3 separate regions of the Gossypium hirsutum genome follow, and regions 2 and 3 are each linked to region 1. A link is a contact called in public Hi-C data. All regions are on one chromosome and are shown on one strand. Each heading gives the region's core, a stretch centred on a gene start, on an enhancer-like site or on the middle of the called end of the contact. The rest is flanking DNA. Distances are from core to core; before and after follow the strand shown. Region 1 holds the start of LOC107951538 (probable receptor-like protein kinase At5g18500). Region 2 holds the start of LOC107951546 (late embryogenesis abundant protein D-29-like). Region 3 holds the start of LOC107951543.

Region 1 (3,745 bases), core at 884-3,383:
AATAATCATGTTAAATTAATATTAAAATTTATATATTAGCCAAATATATTTACGTCAATCACTTTATCGATGTTGTCAATTTGAATGTATTAATAGTATTATAAAAGTAAAAAATTAAATATGTGAAATCTATACTATAAATTAAGGGGTTGATTGAGTTGATGTCAGCCATCAACTTGAGCTCAATTCAATTAGAAAATTATCAAATATCATTTTATTTTATAAAATTTAGAAATATATATATATGCATATTAACGGATGAATAATGAGATTTAAACTTAAGATATCAAAATATTAGTTATTTCAATTTTACTCTTTTATAAATTTATTACATAAATACTTTCATTCGCATATCGTAAATGTAAATAACATTATTAGGAGGGACAATCCTAAACATGTAGGATGAAAAAGCAGAAAGGAATATCCAATGTGGTGATGAAGGCATGTTTCTCCATCTTCACGGCCACGGATGCATATGAGAGGCTAAAACTGTGAGAGAGGTGATGAGCGTGGTGGCCAACTCAGACTCCTAAATAGCCATTTTCTTTGCTTTTAGATTTATTCTATTCTATATTGTAAGGTGCAAATGGTAGACACGTGAACATAAAATGACACCACGTCTTCTAGGTACATAAAATGTTGGGTGGAGGGAAGAATGTGAATGCATATGTAGATAAGAATAAGATAGAGATACCTTTTAGTTTGTTTATACACAAAGCATGAACAAGGTGGCAATAAATAATCATTGATTTTTACCACTCCCCATTCTTTATAAATCTAACACTGATAATGATAATTGATAAATAATAACAACAATAAGAAAAAGAAATCACATCTCTGCTGCTAACTGCTATCTGAAGCAATCTGGATTTGGCTTGCCTTGGGTGCCATCTATTTGAGTTTACAATATTTATACCATACTCGCTTCAATTGCTTAATACTTTGTTAATTATCACAGTCTCATTTGGTAGGTAATTTCTAAGTTTCATTTTCAATCCTCTTACCACTCAATTTTTTATTATATATAAAAAGAAAAAGACATCCCTAATATCAGTCAATCTTGATATTTAACAAATTTATCTTTCTTTCAAATACGAGTAACTAAGGGTAATAAATTATCGAGTTTACTTTTGTTCATCTATTTATCCTACCTTTGATTGGTATAATAATAAATTTAATCTTCAACGGTTACAAATTTTATAATTTTGATATCAATAAATTTAGAAATAAGATCAAGTTCAAAGATGGTGTAAATATTAAAGGTTAAATTAATTGAATTTTTTAAATTAGAATAAATTTTACAAAATATATAAATATTTAAAATTATTATTTCAATTAAAAGTAAGATAAATCGTGGAGAGAAATAAAAAGTGATTAATTTTAATAAAAAAGTTAATTTGTTGAATAATGAAAGGATTGGAGATATTTTTTTTATCCCAACTTATATATAAAACATGGAATTGGATTAGGAAAAAAAATACATGTATGTAATCTTGAGATTAAAAAAAAAAGTTGAGAGTTGGGAGAAAGATGAAAACAATAGGTTTGTCATTGAAACCATTTTCATTAGTTCAACACTGCCACAGATATTACAGCCATTGAAACCCAATTTGGATGTTCCTTGTTTCTTACATTTATGTAATTCAGAAACAACCCATCATTCCTCTGTTCATCTTTCATTCATCCAAGGTTTCATTATTACACCAATTATACCCTCTCTTTATTTATATTATTATTATGATTTGGGATATTTGGCCTTGGAATGAATGCTTCTGCAATCTTTGTAATTCCAACCCAGCTTAAGTTTTTTTACTTTTTTTTTATCTTTTTGTTTTGTGGGGGACTATGCTTTGATTCCCCAATCTTCTCTCCATGTATGCCCATACAGACATGACACCATCCATCTTAGTATGAAGATGGTCCCTACTCTCTAGAAGAAAGATTAAAGGGATTGTATGTTATTAATTTAAATATTTTGAAACTAAAGCAAGGGTGTTTAAGGAAAAACAATGACAATGTCAATCAAAAGCCTGTTGGTATTGGAGTCCAGTCTGTTTCTTTGACTATGCATGCAGATCTACTAATCTATATTAAAAGAAATTTACCTTTATTTCAAAAACACTGTAAAATTAAAATCTCAAACTAAAATAAATATCAAGGATGAAATTTATGGTCATTTCTTTTTTGGATCATTCTCCCTTTGAGTTCAACCATACCATTACCCACTTGTTTTGTTTATCTTTTCATTTTTTAAGTTAAAGTTTTCAATGATTAAAAAATGAAACTACTACCTTGAAAAACTAAAATTTACAGAAAGCACAATAAAGAATAAAAAGAATCATTTTCCACAATTGGGTTCTTAATTTGTAAGATCTTTTTTATTTTTTATTTATTCATCAAGAAGAAGAGTCTGAGACTCAATTTATAAATTGTTTTCCAATAATATACAGTGTTTTGAGTTGTGACAATGAAAAAAGAAAAGTGAAGAAACAGCAAAAGAAAAACAAAAAAAAAGCTTCCAGTTGTTGTGTTGTGTAAGCTGCTTCCATTTCACTGTTAATGTAAGGCATGTCTTTCCTCATCACCTACCTCTGACAACTCCACATCTTCTTCTCATTACCCCGGTCAATACCCATTTCGCAAAATCCCCACTTCTCACATAGAAACCCTACAAAAATCCCTTCATTTTTTGACATTGCAGTAACCCCTTTTCTAGCTTTTCAATATGGTTTCTTCTGGGATTTCCTCCTAGTTCTTCATTGCGTTTATTAATGCTTGAAGTTTTTGTTTTTATTTTTATTTTTTGGTTGATCTTGTCAAATAATGACTGAAATTATTATCATTTTTTTGTTGGAAATAAGATATCTGGTTCAGTTTTATGTGTGTGTGATGATTTGTCAAATGTAGAGTGTGTGTTGGAAACGTGATGCCTATTCTTATTCTATTTGATTTTTTATGTTTGTTTATTATTTGAAAAAAAAAATAAAGTTTTTGGCAGTCGGTGGACTTTGATTTAAAGAACAAACTCTTTGCTTTCCTTCAAGCTTCTCTCTCTGATTGAGGGCTCTCTTTTGGGGTTCTTTTTTTGGAAACTTGATTGTGGTTCAAGGTCTGCTTTAGTTTTCCTTATCTTTCTATATTTGCTTTACCCTCTGCACTTGTTTACTGTGAAACTTAGCCATTTGTTTCTCTTTTTATGTCATAAATTAATTGGTATCTTGAATAAATGCAAAATATGTAACAGTTTTTTTATTAGATGGTTGTGGTTCTAAGTTATTTTACTTAAACATGTTTTCAGGCATCTTGGTGTAGGTGAAGATGGCCTCTGATCTGAACAAAACTCTGTCAAAAGAGTACATTGGTCTGCAATTGTGGGTTCTTATTGTAATTTGCTTAGGAGTGGTATTCTTAGTTATCCTTAGCATATCATTGTGGCTTAGTTTTCGGAAGAAATCGAGAAGGGCTAATGTGATGCTTCCTCTCACCCAAGTTCCATATGTTTCAGAGGAAATTAAAGAGATAAGAGTTGATCAAGCTTCTGCAAACAATGGTAACACCCTTAATGAGAAATTTAGTGACAAAGGTTCGGAGAAGGGTTTGTTTAATGTAGATAATGGAGAGGATAGCGGTCAGTCAGGTTCTTTTAATCATGTAGATAAAGATGTTAAAGGATCTCAACCAGGAGAAGAGGGAGCTACTGGGGCAGTATCTACATACAGGCCTTCTTCAAATCCTTTGACAGCTC
Region 2 (3,745 bases), core at 899-3,398, 330 kb before region 1:
ATAAACCCAATACCGCCGTTAGACAGGTGCATGAAAAGAGAATCATCACCGGTGCTTGTGCATCCTCCTTGTGTGACCCGTCCGGTGGGGCGGCCCAAGGAAAGAAAATACGCACTTAAATCCAATCAAGCTGTTAAGAGAACACTTCAGTGCAGCAAGTGCAAAAAGCTTGGGCACAACAAAAGGAAATGCAAGCAATCTGCTTAGGGAGTAAAAGTTGTAGTTTATTGTATTTAGGTTGGTTGAAAGAAAGCTTGTGACGATGCAGACCCGGATGAGACATGGTGAGATATTGGGATCCTGTATGTGGATTGATTTTTCTGGAATTAAAAGCTGGATGGCTGTACTGCACAGTGATATTCTCTTCGTGTAGGAAACTGGTTTGACGTTAGGTTTCCATTTTTACTAACAGGGAAAGTAAAGGCCATTCCTGCAAACATGTTGAACAAGTGAGCAACAAACATGTGGTGAATGTCTTGTTGCGTTCCTCATCCATTATTCCATTGCCAGTTGATATAATTGCAGAAAAAAAAAAACGAAATTTTGATGACTTTTGCATATGTATATATATCTTTTTCCCTTTTAAGTCAACTACACTGTTGACCCAACTATCAAAATTTTTTATTTTAGGCATCCAAAAGACTTGCAATTTAGACACTCACATTACATAATTCATTTATTTTGATCACTCTTGATAAAAACTCTACTGAAAATTTCATTGGTGGTGGCATAATTTATCATATAAATGTTCAATTTTAATGATTAAAATATAATTTGCCTAAAATTAATTATTAACTAAAATAAAAGAAAAAACAACAATTAAATAGTTGAAAAAAAACTCAGAAATCTAAACATTTCCTTTTCCAAAAATTTTAACTTTGTAAAGATCTATGTTTCGACCCTCTTCGTTCGCATATTGGCGGATTGCTTAAAGGAACTAACGTGAAGCTTAATTTGACAACAGTTTATGTTCATAAAAAGCATGTAACAACAAAAGAAGAAAATCTAACCAGTTTTTAAATTGAATCCTCTCTCTAGATAAAATTCTAAGGCCAAATACTAAAATGACAAACAAACATGTAGAAAAGCCAAATCCTGATACAATCTTGATTAATTGACTTAGAAATACAAATATCAAAGAAGAAGGAGAGGCGTAACTTGTAGAGGAAAAAGAGGGTCGTAATTGCTCTAGCGTTTAAAATTTGACGAAGAAGAGACGTTTAGATTTTTAGTTTTTTTTTTCCAACTATTTAATTATTATTATTTTATTTTGGTTAATAATTAGTATTAGATAAATTATATTGTTATATTTTAAAGTGATGTATCATATTTATGTGATTAATTATGTCATATGAAATCTAATGATTTGTCTATATGTAAAAAAAATTATCATATCATCTTTCTTAAAATTTTTAAATTTTTATGGAGAGTAATCAAAATAAAGGAAGGAGTGCAAACTTTTTGTTGCTATCCGTTTTGTTTACCCAAAGAAAATATCATTGTAAAAGTCTCAGTCCCAGACAAACGAAATCCATATAATTTTGTAGTTTGCTACTGGTTCTTAAAAACACTTGCAAAATTTTAGATGGGAAATCCTCCAATACTGTAGGATGCAACTGTGTAACATCTAGATGCCCCTTGAATTCAATGTTTAGATTAAAGGGAAACAACATAACGATATGGAAATGGAAATGGGCATAGGCTGCCCATTGTGAGTGCATGTTCTGTTAGGGACCCAAATACACTGACTGCTAAAAATTGGCAAAGCGAGCAAAGTTTGGATAACAAACGAAACAAGTCAAAAAGGGAATACAAATTTGGAATTGTAAACTTCTAACATGTTCTACTGTGACCTGCTTTATGAGTTGTATGATTAAGAATGATAATGCCTTCTAGAGTTTTGCAGTTTATTTTCCTGATAAGCCACTTTGAAGATTGGCATGGGATATAGGGGATCGTGGCTATAACCCAACTCAACTCCTTAGAGACACGTACGAAGCTTTTACAGTAAACAGCTAGGGAGCTGACACTTGGAATGCTGAAGATGACACATAGCAACCTCAAACGTTTCCCAGTTTGCCACGTTGAATGACAGCCACCCCCATCACCTCCTCTCCCCGCTTAAATATAACACCCCCAAGGTTCATGGCCTTCATCAACTTTCTTCCCCCTACACTTGCTATCTTCAAAAAAGTTCAATTTCCTTCCTTCCTTGAAGAAAAAACACTTTGTGGATACAATTTGTTGCTGTACTTTTTAACCATATATTCATGGCTTCGAGTTGGTTTTTCATTGTGTTCCTTGTCCTAACTGCTGCCAACGTGAGGTGCACGACCGTGGACCACATGCCATCGACAGATGAGGATGCTAGAGAATATTCAAAGTTAAAGACGAAGACAGAAGAAGCCACTGATGAACTCAACAGCAGAACTCAGCAAGCCAAGGATGCCTTGAAAAGCAAGGCGGATCATGCTGCAAATGAGGTAAAGAGCAACACACAACAAGCAAAGGATAGGGCATCAGAGGTAGGGAAAGAAGCCAAGGAGTCCACAGATTCATGGACTGAATGGGCTAAAGAGAAGATATCTGAAGGGCTTGGATTCAAGCAAGACGATGATCCTAAGGGTTCTGTCAGGAAAGCCTCTGATTCCGTAGCTGACACTGCTACCAAGACCAAGGACAAGTTACAAGACATGGCCTCAGGTTGATTAAAATTAATATACTTTTTACACCCCGGATTTTATTATGTTATTTATTGTTCTGATCAGTGATTTATTCAACATTGGGCAGGAGCTGGTGAATACAGTGCAGGGAAGGCAAAGGACATGAAAGATACAGCCTACAAGAAGACCGATGATGTGACGAATGCGGCAAAGGGAAAGAGCAGTGAGATGAGACAAGCAACCACAGAGAAGGCCAGGGAATTAGCAGATTCTGCAAAAGAAAATGCGAACACAGCATATATTGCAGCGAAGGAAAAGGTGAGGGACATGGCGGATAGGACAAGTGAGATGACGAATGAAGCGCAGGAAAGGGGGGCTCGGAAGGCGGAAGAAGCGAAGGAGGTAGTTGCCGAGAAAGCAGAGGGTGCGGCGGAGGAAACCAAGAAAAAGAACGAAGAGACAGGGGAGAGCCTGAAGTGGGCGAAAGAGAAAGCTAAACAAGGGTACGATGCGGCCAAAAGCAAAGCTGAAGAGACCATAGAATCTGCAAAGGATACCATAGCTTCGGGCTACGAGTCGGCGAAGCAGAAATCACAAGAACTGAAAGATAACTATGTGAACGGTGGGGGACAAGGGCGAGGACGTGAGCGAGATGAGGAGCTGTGAGTTGCTGCAATGCTGAGTGGTGGTGATGAGATTAAGATTTGAGAGTAGATGAGTTTTTATATGCTTTGTTTCGGTGGTTGTATAAATATGTTTGGTTTTGAAACTTCGGTAGACAATAATGGATGGTTACTTTCCGTACCGTATGACATGATGGTAGAAGTAGAGGCATTCTTAATATGATTAGTCCAAAACAAGAGCGAGCTAAGCTGGCATTAGGTCCATTGATCTTTTGGGGTTGGTAGGTTACATCATGATTCATGGTGAGTGAAACCCGAAGCCCAAGACAGTGTGTAACTTAAATCATAACAAATGGTAACCGCATGCTATTTTGACCCGAAATAAAGCCCTTAAACAAATTAAGGTTTAATAATTATACGTACATATTTTAAATTTTAAACAAATTAAGGCTTATTTTT
Region 3 (3,745 bases), core at 834-3,333, 270 kb before region 1:
TGTTTAAGCATGATACCCAAGATATTTGGATAAGTAATTACTTCTTTATAGCTTAAGCTTCTTTATTTGTGAAGCTTCCTTCTGGACACATCATCCAGTCATGTTCATTTGATTGGTTCATTCTTGTAACAAGATTTGTTTTTCCCCTACACCTCTTACTATTTGAGCAGGCTTTTCAGTTATATTTCTCAATCAAACACTGAAGAAGTTATGTTTATCTGAATTAATAACTTTATTGTTGAAAACAAAATCATTAGGCCTATTACAGCTTTCCGTGCAGGATTCTTGTCTTACCCTTGTTGATATGATTGATTCAATCCAATAATTTGATTTTATTCTGCATAGTTATTTTTGTGTAGACTTTTTGCTGATGTTTTTGACTGATGTAATTAATTGAGGGGAAAAATGGTTTTGCAAACTCTGTAGTTGATTACTACTCAGTTCTAATTACCAAGCCATTGATGTTGTGGTTTTACTGCACTTTTGCATGGAGCCAGGTCAGGGCATTGATGCATTGTCGCATTGATGCATTGTCAACCTAATCTTCATTACAACTCTTGTATCCATTTGTTTATCAGTCTTTACCATATGGAATGCCCTTGAGTCATAATTGACGATCAATTATTGTTATGTAGGTATTTAAAGGGAAAAAGATGCCTGGGCGCATGGGTGGGAAGACGAGAACAGTAAAAAATGTGTGGGTATACAAGATAGATCCTGCAAGGAATTTGATGTGGGTGAGGGGTCAGGTATGGTTTTCTTATTTTAAGTGCTTAAGAATTTTGAATGGAAAAAATCAGGAGGCTATAGCCTTTGCACAACAGTTGCAAGCTTCCAAATCCGATGTTTGTCATAAAAATAAGGGACTAATCCCCTTCAAAGGATGGGAACAAATTACATTGCATCCGAAGTTCTTAACCATCTAATATGTTGTATTCTGTATAGTTTTTTATTGGCAGTATTGTTTAGGGAGTTGGTTATTGTTTACAGGTCCCAGGTGCTAAAGGGAACTTTGTCTTCATAAAGGATTCTGTTTACAAGAAACCTGATGTTTCAATGCTTCCGTTCCCGACTTATTTTGCAGCAGAAGATGAGGATGAAACAAATATAGGGCCTCTGGTTGCTGATCTTGGAGAGGTAGATCCGTTTATGGTAGCCGATTGACGTGGGGCGGAGTTTGAGTTGGTTGTCGGATGGCAGATTAAATTCCGGACCAGTTAACTTGCGGAATAGTAAGAAGTTGGTTTGTGTCCTAGTTATTTGGTTTCAGGAAGGAATGTAATATGAGATAATGGTTATAGAGATGAAGGTTGATGTATGAATTTTTGAAGCAAATTGAGCATTGATTTTTCTGTAACAGGAATGAGAGTTATTTTAAATAAATGAAAGGAAACCTGAAATTTTGCTTTTGCGAGTACAAACTTATAGGACATTAGATATAATAACTGTTGATAACATTTTTTTATATTTTTAAATGGTTATTAAACTTGAATTAAATAGTAATGCAATTTTTTGAACGCATTTAGGCTAACATTACATGCTATGAAAACTTTCGAGGAGTATGCAATAATATCAATAAATGAGACGAGCTCAAATGAACGAAGTTTTGTTGGTGTTTGTTTTTTTTATTTATTTAAAGTTACTCGTGTTTGTTTACAATTTTAATATTATGTTCAAACTCAATTTATTATTTGATATGTTTAGTCTAACTAAATATAAATGTAAAAATAAAGGGAAAATGCTATTTAAGTATTTTTCATAGGAAATATTATCTTCAAATAAGCGAGTCTATAAATGAGTTTATAAATAAACTAGTTGTTGAGCATAAATAGACTGTTGAAACTTATTCATTTAATAAATAACCTTATGTTCATTCACAGTTGAATCCATCTGCAGCTCATACCCGGTCTGCTCGTGATTATTATATAAGTGTCTTATTTACATGCCTGATGGCAAGGCCGTCGATAAGCCTTGTATTATAGTTGTTTAGACTAATGGGCCTCTATCCCATATTGGGCCTTTCTTTCCATTACCAAATTCTGAAGACATTATTATCCTAGTCACCTTAAGCAAAATCAAACCAAGTACCCAATTGCAGCATCTCTCTCTCTCTAATCTCCAATCTCTCCCCCCCCCCACCCTTCATCTCTGTATGATGTACTGTAGTGTGTACTGTGACAACACAATTAACTTGGGTCTTTTCCGACAGACAGACAGACAGGCAGACAACCAAATGAAAATCACTAATCTGCTTTGAGTCTTTTGACCACCCACACTCTAAACCCCTTCACTTTCCCTCTTCCTACATCCTAGCCTTGTCAAGGAACTTAGTGTTGGATATTATCCCCCACATTTGGGATTTTTCATTTTGCCTTCCGGGCATGAAGCGGGATCAGCTGTCCGAATGCGGGGGCTGCGGCGCCCCTGAGCGTTTCCTCCTCCACAACCTCCGCCACAGAGCCAGCTATCGACGCCTCTGCACCAACTGCGTCCTCAAGAACCACCAGGGCCTCTTCTGCCCCATTTGCCTCGAAGTTTTCAACGAGTCCCCTCCCCCTCACCAGCGCCTCATCTGCCTCAAATGCCCTTCCATTTCTCACCTCTCTTGCTCCTCCTCTTCCCTCTTGCCTACCTCCTTTACCTGTCCCCCTTGCTCCAACCCTAATTTCTCTTTCTTCAATCTCGCCCCTACTAAGAAACCCAAGTCAACGCCCGATCATCCTCCCGGATCTACCCACGACGGCGACGACGACAACAACAAGACGACGAACACGAGGGTTATTGACAAGGAAGCAGCTAAGGCACTTCTAGCTGCTGCTAAGATTGCTGCCGCCTCTATGACCAAAGCTGCCGCCGTTGCGAAAGTGGAGGCTGAGCGGAGGGTCAAAGAAGCTACTTTGGCAAAGAAGAGAGCCAAAGAGGCTCTCGAGAGACTCGCCTTGTTGGCCCGGAAGGATAGTGATAGACATAAGTCGTCCCTCGTAGGCATTCCCAAATCTAAACCTGATGCTGCCATTGCTGCTGCTGCTGACGCCAAAGCAAGCTCTTTATCCCTTCCATCTCCTATTCCCGACAAGGGAAACAATGGGTCGTATTCAGTTTCTGGTGCTAATGTACCCATTTCAATCCCCAAGTTGCAGCGTCAACAAAGCACTCATGGTATGCCTAATTGATCATTGGTGATTCCAACAATCTCAGTAAAGTGTTTGTTTTCGTTTGTTGGTATTTAGCCTTTCTGTTCATGGGAACCATATGTCAAATCTTTGTAGAGATGATTTAGGAGTTTTTCTGTATTCAGTAAGCTTTTTGTTTGCATTCAATTGTAGCTTTCTCTATTGCCCTGTATGTATTTTTCATTAAGCTCGTTGTTTCTGTTTATTTGCTTCACCTTTAGCCCTTCTTATGCCAAAACTAAAGCTCTCTGGACTTTCTGTTCTTACAAAATTACAAGAAAAAGAAGTGTCAAAATTGTCTTTAGATGCTTTGCACCCTTGATATGTCCTTTAATTAAATGAATCATGATGGCATACCCGGGATTATCTCTCACTTTAGAATGCTATTATGCTGTATTTTCAGGGGAGCAGGTTATGCTATTGCTTCCCATTATGTAAGTGCAGTCAGTCCTGGACTAAGTTGATCAGGACTTGAGCCTTCATTTTTAACTTATACAAAATCCTATATCTTTTTGAATATTATTGCGATTTTTTCTTTGTTGTCTTGCAAGCTTTGTTAGAAAGGCATCAAT

The links. A called contact is a pair of places that touch in the nucleus more often than the background predicts.
Region 2: a contact with region 1 is called in a Hi-C map of leaf, with 2.1 times the contacts expected there. The contact joins the promoter of LOC107951546 here to the promoter of LOC107951538 in region 1. A contact is called at or near these places in 4 of 34 Hi-C or Micro-C datasets (callus, leaf and petal).
Region 3: a contact with region 1 is called in a Hi-C map of leaf, with 2.7 times the contacts expected there. The contact joins the promoter of LOC107951543 here to the promoter of LOC107951538 in region 1. A contact is called at or near these places in 14 of 34 Hi-C or Micro-C datasets (anther, hypocotyl, leaf and 2 more).

What each region holds. Positions count from the first base shown.
Region 1 is chrA02:9,203,098-9,206,842 of Gossypium_hirsutum_v2.1, reverse strand. LOC107951538 (probable receptor-like protein kinase At5g18500) reads left to right here and starts at 2,133. Exons shown (of 8, transcript XM_016886614.2): 1 at 2,133-2,566; 2 at 3,299-3,745. The coding sequence starts at 3,319.
Region 2 is chrA02:9,530,115-9,533,859 of Gossypium_hirsutum_v2.1, reverse strand. LOC107951546 (late embryogenesis abundant protein D-29-like) reads left to right here and starts at 2,148. Exons shown (of 3, transcript XM_041090463.1): 1 at 2,148-2,703; 2 at 2,791-3,242; 3 at 3,244-3,467. The coding sequence starts at 2,271. The coding sequence ends at 3,267. It overlaps LOC107952301, which reads left to right. Exons shown (of 3, transcript XM_041090472.1): 3 at 1-591.
Region 3 is chrA02:9,471,918-9,475,662 of Gossypium_hirsutum_v2.1, reverse strand. It overlaps LOC107951543, which reads left to right and starts at 2,083. Exons shown (of 1, transcript XM_016886628.2): 1 at 2,083-3,477. The coding sequence starts at 2,382. The coding sequence ends at 3,173. LOC107951544 (50S ribosomal protein L3-2, mitochondrial) reads left to right here. Exons shown (of 5, transcript XM_041090456.1): 4 at 636-749; 5 at 991-1,409. The coding sequence ends at 1,164.